Linked DNA regions of Zea mays: all the other regions are linked to region 2. Evidence: chromatin contacts called from public Hi-C data. All regions are on one chromosome and are shown on one strand. Each heading gives the region's core, a stretch centred on a gene start, on an enhancer-like site or on the middle of the called end of the contact. The rest is flanking DNA. Distances are from core to core; before and after follow the strand shown. Region 1 has its middle 120 kb from the start of LOC118476238. Region 2 holds the start of LOC103646546 (protein LAX PANICLE 2). Region 3 has its middle 34 kb from the start of LOC118476238.

Region 1 (3,012 bases), core at 34-2,533, 340 kb after region 2:
GTTACTCCTTCCCTTTTTACATGCCACATTAACTTTGTTCTAAATCAAACATTATTGTTATTAGGATCACCATTTCAAAAAAAAAATCTTATAATTTCACAACACAGATTATGAAAATATTACTTAAAATAAATTTTAGAAACATAAATATTTTGTTATAAAATATATTATTTTAAAAACGATGGTTGAAGATACAAATATTTGACTTAGGACAGAGTTAATATGATCTATCAAAAACAGATAGAATACATTTTTTGAGTTATAATTGATCAGTAATTTCTTCTAAAATATATTCTCACTACCTGTTAAGTTGGAGGCTTCAAAAAAGGTTATTAGTGCGATTTTACCCGTAATACAAAAGTTTTTCATATAAAAATGCCAACATGTTTTATTGAAAAACAGAATAAATCCAATAGTGCTACTGTGGTTACTAACTCCTCCTACCGTCCTAAAATAATAGTCGTTTAATTAGCTCTAGATTTTTATGTCTATATTCAAATGGATGATGATAAATCTAGACACATATACAAAACACATACATAATATTGTACTAGTCACCCTAAAAACGAATTTTATTTTAGAACAGAGGGAGAGCTTAGCTTAATTGGTTGGCTTATTTATGGTGACTAAGTTATTCAATTAAGATAGGTAGAATGTAACGATGTTATGTTATTCTGTCTATATCATGCAACCTACGCATCGACAGCGAGCGCGGCGTGTGCGCGTGCATTGATGGTGGACTTTTTTTTTCCTTCGCATCACAATCACTCTTGTTAGGCAGCAGTACGTGTGGTAAAAGTTTAGAGAAAACCCGAGGCTAGCTGAAGCTGAAGCACGCGCACACACAGACTGGTCCTCGTGGGAACTGGCGAACTGCCCTACTTCTACTTGAAGCTGGTAGAGCCTCAGGCTTGGGGTTTTGACTCGGGAGGGGAGAGGGAGCTATCGCAGCGGTGGCAGTACGGCACCAATGTGCGTGCGTGCCGGCATGGACGATGGGTGCATGGTCCGGGCCTGGAGCAAGTCAGAGTCAGCCTGCTGAGCTGAAACGACCAATTCAAAAGCTGATTGACCGCTCGGCGTTCACGTCGCCCTCTCTTCTCCCACTCAAAGCCCTCTCGATCGGCCTCTGTAGCTGGTAGCGATGTGACATGACCTCCTTCCTGTTGTTTCTTCTCTTGACCACGGGGGCGAGATGGAGATGGGGAGAGAGAGACAGAGGTGTCCTCCGATCCGTATCCATCCATCCGTCGACATGATCATCCATCGCGCCAGCACTCGATGGATCCACTGCTGCTGCATGCTGCTGGGCAATCATTTATATATGGTCGGCCATGTACTAGCACACTACTCCTCGGATCCCCTATCTCGTAGTAGTGGTACGTTCTCCTGACCTACTAGTACACATATACAGAAGAGCACTACCTCATGGGTAATTGATTGATGGCTACCTCTATCTCAATTCTTTCCTCGGCAAAGAAAGCTACGAATCGACCCCGGGCCTCTCTCTCAAAATATCGTCGTTAGTTAGTTTGAAAACTCAAATTCTGCTAGGATAATTTTCTATGGCTTATTCAGTTAAGGCCTTGTTCGTTTCCATCGGATTGCACTAGGAATCGTTCCAGCTAATCAAAGTTTATATAAATTAGAGAAGCAATCCGGTCAGGATTCGTTCCGACCCACCAATCCGGCACAAACGAACAAGGCCTAAAGGTGGATTGAAGTAGATTGTAGGATATTATATCTCTTATTAGTTGTTAAGTACCAGACGGTCCGGGCGTTTGGCTCAGACAGTCCGTGCTCGGGGCGGACGGTCCGTGACTAGATTAACTCAGGCGGGAGTTCTTATCCCGCACGTACTTATCTAGCTAATCACATAGGAATTTGTTGGGATGCGTATAAGAAGGGGTCCAAACCTCCCCTATAAATATAAAAAAGATACGACCGATTAAGGCGCCATCCAATCGATCAAATCAATCTATTATCATTACCTTTACATTCTTGTCCTATGAGTAGCAGTAACTTAGCCTAACGTAGTCTTCTTCATCTTCAATCGTCACCTCTATTCGACTCAACGTCGTCTATAGGCATATTGGGTGGTGTGTCAACCCCAAGACAACCCTAAAATCTTTCATCCCTAACGGGGTCTCTCCCGGTGGCAAAATCTAGGTTCTGTAGGAGTTCATCGCAACCTCTACGCACGCACGGACCATCCGCCACCCTGCAGGAGCTCAAGTTGCAGACGGTCCGTTGACCTACTACGGACGATCCACGCTCACGCAGAGAGCACCCTAGGTACTCGCTCCCCACGAGCGGGGTCTAAGGTGCGTTAGGCGATTGGCCCAAAAGAGCCAATCAACTCGTTTATCAATTCCTTTACTTTCTTGCCCTACGAGTAGCCAGTAACGTAACCTTCTTCGTCTCAATCTCCACCTCTCTTCAACTCTACGTTGCCTAGAGGCATCTTGGGTGGCCTATCGATCCCAAGGCAAACCCTAGGATATCTCCTCCCTGACGGGGTCCCTCCGTGGGACGACATCTAGGTGCTGTTTGGCGAACAACTCTGCACTGCGCTCACGTGGAACGTCTGGCCATCAGGCGTGGACTGTCTAGCTTGGGGCAGAGAACCCCGCTCCTGCTTCCAGGTCGCGGATCGTCTGGCCCTAGGCCACGGACCATCCACACCGCTACAGAGAGCCCGCCAAGCAAAACAACACCTAGTGTTTGGTGCCTAGATCCGCGCCAACACAGTTTTTAGCGACTCTGCTGGGGAGTCTGAGATTTGATTTACCAGATCGACCCCATATGTCTAGTTCAAAGGATAACTCCGATGTCTCCCCTAGCAACATCATCAAGCAGACTATGGATAACCTGTCGGATGAAGAATATTAGAGGATAGAAGACGCTAGGAAAAGGATGCAAGCAGAAATCGACGAGTTGTTCTTGGTTGATTTCAAGGTCGACCAAAACCAGAAGCTCATTCGATAGAGGGAATACAACCTAGTGAATCTT
Region 2 (3,321 bases), core at 281-2,780:
ATGCCATGCTAGCTCTCGACTGATGCATCGAATGGATTTCAGATTAATTAAAGAACGGTACGTATGAGATGGGAAAATATAAATAGTACTTGATCCGTAGGTAGCTTCTCGGAATCTGAGGCAAGAATGGCTCCCTCCCCCTGCACGAACCAAACCAAAAGGAAAAAAATAAAAAAACCAGCAATGTTCCAAGTTAAATTTTGAGGGTGGGGAAAGAGCGAGTGAAAGAGGATAAATAATCGAGTTCAAAACAACGCCCAAAAGTAACAAGCGATTCAACGAAAAAATAAATGCTCGAGAACGCGCCACATTCTGCAGGGATTCATGGGATCCATCCACCGACGGTGGTGTCCGGAGGGATCGAGAGGGAGGAGAGAGGTGATATAGATGAACACAACAGCGCACATGAAATGCTCGCATGGTTGGTTACTACTAGTGCAACACTCACTGGTGCGGCGCGGCCTGGAGCGCGAACCAGACGCCGGCGACGGCCGACGGCGGCAGGACCACCCTGATGGCGTCGAGCCCGGAGGCGGCGCCGGGCGTGTAGAACGCGCGGTTCCCGAAGGGGACCAGCGGCGGCGCCACCGCGGAGGGGCTCCACGGCGGCAGCCAAGGAGGTCCCGCGCGCGGCACGGGCAGGGTTATCGACGCCTGCGGAATGCCGGGCGCGGCCTGGTGCAGGAATGGTCCCGGTGCCACGCCCATGCCCGGCCGTAGCGCCTCCGATGCCGTCCGCGTCTGCGGCTGCGACGACAGCAGCAACGGCGGCCCCGCCGCGCGGTCTGCGAAGACTAGGCCGGGCTGCGTTCCGCCGGCGCTGGGGGACGCCGGGGAGAGGCCGAGCCGGAGCCAGTCCCCGGCCCCGCCGTTGCTGCTGCTCCCGCTGCTGCCCGCGGCCTCCTGGTGGTGGACGCCGGCGGGTTGGAGCGGCCGCAGCGTCCGCTGCTGCTGCTCCCCGTAGGCGTGGGCGTGGCGGCGCGTGTCTTGGTCCGCCTGCCTCTCCTGCGGCGGCGGCGGAGGCTTGGTCGGCTCGCTGTGGTGCTTGTCGATGGGCTCCTGTGCCATGGGCGCCGTCGGCGTCACGCCGAGGCCTGCGGCGGCGGCGCAGGGCGTGGCATGTGCGTCGCGGGCGAGCGGCTGCAGGTTCCGAGCCGGGACCATCCGGGCTGCCGCCGGCTCATTCCATCCGCCCGGCCGACCCGGCTCGGCCGCCGCGCGCCTCGCTAGCTCCTGTGCACTCGCTCCTTTTTGGCGGTCCTTCCTTGCTGGGGGCGACCGGAGGCGGCTGACCGCGCGCGGACGCGACGACCGCTCGTGTGGATGTGGACTACAACAGGAGATGAGATGCGAGGGGAGAGAGAGAGAGCGAGCTGGAGAGAGGGGAGGAGCGGAAGAAGTTGCTAGAGGTGGAAGAGTGGAGGGAGCAGTAGCAGCATGGCACGGGGCAGCAAGGAGAGGAGGAGAGATGTTAGAGAGAGAAGACCTCGGAGGCGAGCACATATAGCTTCGACGCGGCAAGAGAGAGAGAAGGAGGGGAGAGCAGGATTTACTTTTGGGCCCCCCACCCCTGCGGGGACAAAAGGAACGGCAGGGGCCGTGCGTCCGAAGCCCAGAGCGCTGCAACGCAAAACCACCGTTCCTCAGGGTGTTTTTTGGAAGACGTGGAGGCCCGCGGGCTGGGGGGCTTACGTGGTAACACCATGATGTAGCCGCCCCGCCCGCGACCGGCGTTGCTTTCCCGGGTCGCGTCGTCTCCGGCGAGCCGCCCTGCGCTGCGCTGGTCGTACGGGACTTGTGCTTCCTTGCCTTGCTGGCTTTCGGCACGGCCAGCGGCGTGCGTGGCCGGCCGGAGCGCCGCTGCGGCGACGTGGCGGCGCTTCTGCAAATCCAACCACGACACGCTATTGCTGGACAAAAAATGTGTCTGCAAAGGAACAAACCTGTTTGGTTGTATTGAAGTGCCAAAAATTACTATAATTTTCTGTCACACTTACGTAAGATTAAGCACTCAAATTCTACATCACAACTGTAACATATCTAAGAAAATCTATCACACTTTTACAAGTTATTGATAAGTGAGACCTACACAACATTAGAAGGATTGGAGGAACAAATTAAAACAACGGTTGGAAGATGGCACACTAGGATTGAAAACGATTCGGTTACTGGAAAATTTTTCAGAATTTTACTAAAATTTAAGGCTAAACAAAAATGATTACTGAAAATATAGAAACGAAATCGGTAGAAAAAATTGAAAACAAAAACAATCTGTATCTCTTCCTATCGTTTTTCAAAAATTACCATGTTTATTGGATATTTTACCATGGAACCTAATGCTTAGAATAATATTAAATCTTTGTAAATTGATAATAAATATTGGTCTTAACTTAAAAAAATTGAAACTAATGTTATTAATTTTCTAAATCAAGATCTATCTAATGCTATATTGTTTATAGTTGTTTGAAACTTTTATAGATCTTATTTATAGTTTCTTTCTAATTCTTAATCTTGATACATATATTCATAATTTACACGAGGGCCTGAAAGATAAGGATGATACCCATTATGTTGACTTTCTAGCTATATGTATGTGTTTGTCACTTGTATTTCTGAGATATTGCTTTAATGTTTTGTGAGATATGCTTTAATATTCATGAATTTGTAAATATTTATATATTATTACTAATTTTTATGTGAATGTAAGACTTGTATGAATTTTTGAAGTCAATTAAGAGTACATGTTATGATTTTTACTGGTTATCGAACTTTCATTTTTGATGTTTCTGAATTATTGATGTCGTTTCCGTTTCCGGAGTTATTGTTTTCTATTTTATTTCCAAAAATATAAAAACTGTAATAATTTTCGTGTTTACCTTCATTTTCTCCCCTAACCATTAGGTCGCTACAATCTTGACAACGACAAATCCCCTGATTTTTAGGTTATATCATTAGTTTGGTATGGTTTTAATTTCTTTTCGGAACATTCTAGTTTTGCGAAAAAATCATTAATTTGTGGAGATTGGTAGGGACGACTTTCAAAAAACAGCTAAATCATGAAGTTTTCACAATGACAATTTGAATTCTAGTTTTTTGGGTTGGTGATTGTATTTTCCATCTAGAATCTTCAGCAAATATTTTAGCGCGTGCAAAAAAAAAAAGTTTCGTTCCCACCTTAGAAACTACTGGTCGGATTCACGTGGATTGTTACAGTTTTATTATATTATATAAATAGATTGTTTTAACAAAAAAACAAAATATTTGTTAGGTGAAATAAATGTGAAGTTAGTAACTAAGTTTTAAACTTCCACGTAAAGCGGG
Region 3 (3,268 bases), core at 736-3,235, 420 kb after region 2:
AGTCCAATGATTTGAATCCAGCCGTTTTGCTGGTTTGGTTAAGAGTTTTACAGTTGATCCATTGCTTTCCCAGCGTGTGTTGTAAGATGTGTGGCAGCCACTCCGTCCCACGCAGAAATCATGCCGTACCTTTTCAGCTCACGTCTCCCCTCCACTCCATGATAATAAAAAAAACCCTCAAGGCAGCAGCGGGTGGGGTGCATGCAGATGCATGCATGGAATGCAAGCTGCTGTAGCGAAACAGCTCCTGCATGCATGCTCCACACTCCACAGTCGTGGTCCGTTCTCATCATCATGCAAGCTTCCCCAAATGGCTCCTCCCCTCATCGTCCCTTGGAAATCATAGCCGGTGGGTCTCCCTGGCTGTAGCACACTCTCTCTTTTCTCATTTATAAGAGTTACACCCCCCTCCCAGCTCCCACACCTGAGACCTGACCGTCCACTAGACCTCTTTGGGTCCACACAGACACACATAGGCCACTTATGCTTCGCAAACAGTAGGCATGCATCTGCCCGCCAGTGCCATATCCACCAAGAATAATAGGGGTTAATTGCAAAATAGCGCGATTCATATTACACACACACACACACAGGATTGCCTTGTGGGGTTTGGCATATATAAGCCCCTTTTGGTCATAACTATCCTCTGCAACTGTCACCCATATATGTTATTATATGAACAGGACTATCTTAATCAGTGACATATATGCCTTTCAATTCATCTCACGCGTAGCGTCGACGTCTATATTATACGTATTTCAGCAGGGGGACGACGGAGCTTAGCGTACGTAGACCAACATGCATGTCATGAGCTGATTATTACGCATGAAAATACCTATGAATAATTTCCTTCTTAATCTACCGTCATTTGATGCATGCATGGCCCCATATCCCTCTCTCTGCCCCAGCTAGCCCAACCATATGTCTTCACGCGCGCGCGGCACTCCCTTTCCTCTCCCATGCTAACCATCGATATCCTCCTCCTCACCCCCTCCACCAACGTCCCTGTAATGTCAAAGCGCGGTACGGTGCTAGTATGTATCTTTTTTCGCATGCCTACTGCCAATCCCCGATTACCTACAATGTCATATTGTGACACAATCTTTTTTCTCCTAGCTAGTAGTATATTATGTGCCTACCATCAACGTATGTAACCCCCTCATATTATCCGGGCCAGCTTAATTCTATTGGTTCTCCATTTATGCTACCACACGACGGGCACTTGTCGCCCATAGTAGTATAGCACATTTATGGCCTGTTTTGTTTGGATCTAATTTTAGCACTTCACGGGCTCCAAACGGACTAACTAATAAATTGGCTAATTTGTCAGCCTTAGAGCTAGCAAAATTGTCTGTACATTAGCCATTTGACCATGCATGTAATACTCATTTATGTAGCTTGGGTCGATTTGACCTAAAATCATACTACACTGTAGTACTCCTAGTTGTAACACGTTGCTAATTAATGCTAGAACTTTTTTTTTTGAGGACACGGAATTTGAGGAAAAGAGAGGACGTGGACCAGTGCATACGTAGACGGTAGGCTTTTCCTCCCTGCATCTGCTGCATTGCGTATGCATGGTCCGACGACCGATGATCATCAGCAGTTAAGTAGCCATTAAATGACATACGACGTACTACGCGTGGAAGAATGTGCGTGCGTGCGTCCATGTCCAGTGAAGTCCATGGTGGCGCGCTGTGGATGAGTGGCACAGAGCATCATGTCCAGCCGTCGTACGTACGTAGCAGTAGTAGTGAGTACTAGTACTCCCTCAACCTCAAGGCTCTAGCTACGAGTAGTAGTGGAGAGCAGAGCATGCATGCTGAAGCGCGAAGCGGGTGGCGCTGTGGCTGGCCACACAGCACAATTACATGCACAGGGACAGCAGCAGGGCACTAGCAGCTAGGGCGGGCCGGGGCATATGTGAGAATGATGGCGCTGTCCCTTGATTTGTGCTGCATGCGCCCCCTGGCCTCTGCCCATTCATGAACCCTGCCCCTGCAGTGCAGGCTGCACCGCGCGCGCTAGCTTAGCTGCCCACCCGGCCACACCCCCTCTGCATGCTGCATGCAGACGACACACATGCGACGCTACCATGTATACTGCGGCGACATACTGCGGCGGCGCCTAGGGCTAGCTAGCTACTGCCTGCACAAAGAATATAATGCAGCCAGCGCAGGAGTAATGGTAATCGTAATGCCCTCTAGCTAGCCACCTACAGACCTACAGTAGCTACTCCGTACGTACTACTCTACGTAGCGTGTGAATGCTGCCTTTGTGTGTGCGTGCGTACGTGCGACAGATCTCGCCCTGCGAAAATACGGTGCGCGATAGATTGTGAGCAGAGAGGATCTTCAGGAGATGCAGGCATGGAACCGCGCGCGCGCGTGCGTGCATGAATGAATCAATCAATCCTGACCGACCGCGACCGGCAAGAGGAGAAGAGCAGAGCCAGAGACCACCAGGCCAGCCTGCAGGCTGCAGGAGGCCGGCGAGATGAGAGGAGAGAGAGACCGCCAGGCGCCAGCCCAACTAGCTACGATTACGAACAGTGAAATGACGAGCCATGGCTGTGCCTACGCGCGTGCTCCTATAGCTTCATTCCGAGCCTTTTAACTTGTTCGATCTGTCGCCTTTCGTCTACGGCTCTACGCGCAGTATAGCTACCCGCTGTATAGTCCTGGCCTGGTATATATATCCAGCCTTGCGTCTGCTAGCTAGCTATAGCTAGCCGCCTAAATCGTGTTCGATCTCATCAAGTATCAGCTAGCGCAGAAAGCCGTTGGCTCCTCTTCCCCCTACCTTGCAGGCGCGCGCGCGATGGCACTTGCATGTTCTTTTCTTTCTTTCTTTCTTTCAAAAGGAACAAGAAAAGATCATTGAGAAAGATGCTTCATTTGCTTGACATCAATACCGGCCCATTGAGTTACATATGTTCTGTCTGTCTGTCAGGATCCTAAATGAAGTATATATTAATACGAAATTTAACTGAAAAAATAGTAGTAAGAGTGATATATCTATGTCTTTTATCAATACCAATCCCAACGAAGAATTTGGGTTTATCGTTTCAAATTTTATCCTTTTTTCTGTACATGGCAATAATAACATTAGCCAGTTACTTAGTTCAAAACCAAAACAAACAGAATGAAAATATACATTCTTTACCCAAGCGTTGATATATCCTTACATACAGTGGGGGTGTTTGGTCAACGCTCGTGCATATACAAATATTATTGCACTACCTAGCTAGCTTAGTGTATTTTTTGAA

The links. Hi-C and Micro-C count contacts between places; a contact is called where the count stands out from the background.
Region 1: a contact with region 2 is called in a Hi-C map of leaf, with 4 times the contacts expected there. The contact joins the enhancer-like site here to the promoter of LOC103646546 in region 2. A contact is called at or near these places in 6 of 25 Hi-C or Micro-C datasets (bundle sheath, ear, leaf and 2 more) and 1 of 3 datasets of contacts at active chromatin or transcription factors (leaf).
Region 3: a Hi-C map of tassel shows a contact between it and region 2, with 2.0 times the contacts expected there. The contact joins the enhancer-like site here to the promoter of LOC103646546 in region 2. A contact is called at or near these places in 13 of 25 Hi-C or Micro-C datasets (ear, endosperm, leaf and 3 more) and 1 of 3 datasets of contacts at active chromatin or transcription factors (leaf).

The regions. Positions count from the first base shown.
Region 1 is chr2:66,574,173-66,577,184 of Zm-B73-REFERENCE-NAM-5.0, forward strand. No RefSeq gene overlaps it. Among protein-coding and RNA genes, the nearest start is that of LOC118476238, 120 kb to the right of the region's middle. Within about 2 kb of position 1,284, at least 14 of the 20 cell types and tissues checked have an H3K27ac peak or open chromatin away from gene starts, as enhancers often do. A contact at or near this core is called in bundle sheath, ear, leaf and 2 more, where this site is marked.
Region 2 is chr2:66,235,454-66,238,774 of Zm-B73-REFERENCE-NAM-5.0, forward strand. It overlaps LOC103646546 (protein LAX PANICLE 2), which reads right to left and starts at 1,531. Exons shown (of 4, transcript XM_008671270.4): 1 at 449-1,531; 2 at 90-140. The coding sequence starts at 1,503.
Region 3 is chr2:66,655,651-66,658,918 of Zm-B73-REFERENCE-NAM-5.0, forward strand. No RefSeq gene overlaps it. Among protein-coding and RNA genes, the nearest start is that of LOC118476238, 34 kb to the right of the region's middle. Within about 2 kb of position 1,986, at least 10 of the 20 cell types and tissues checked have an H3K27ac peak or open chromatin away from gene starts, as enhancers often do. A contact at or near this core is called in ear and tassel, where this site is marked.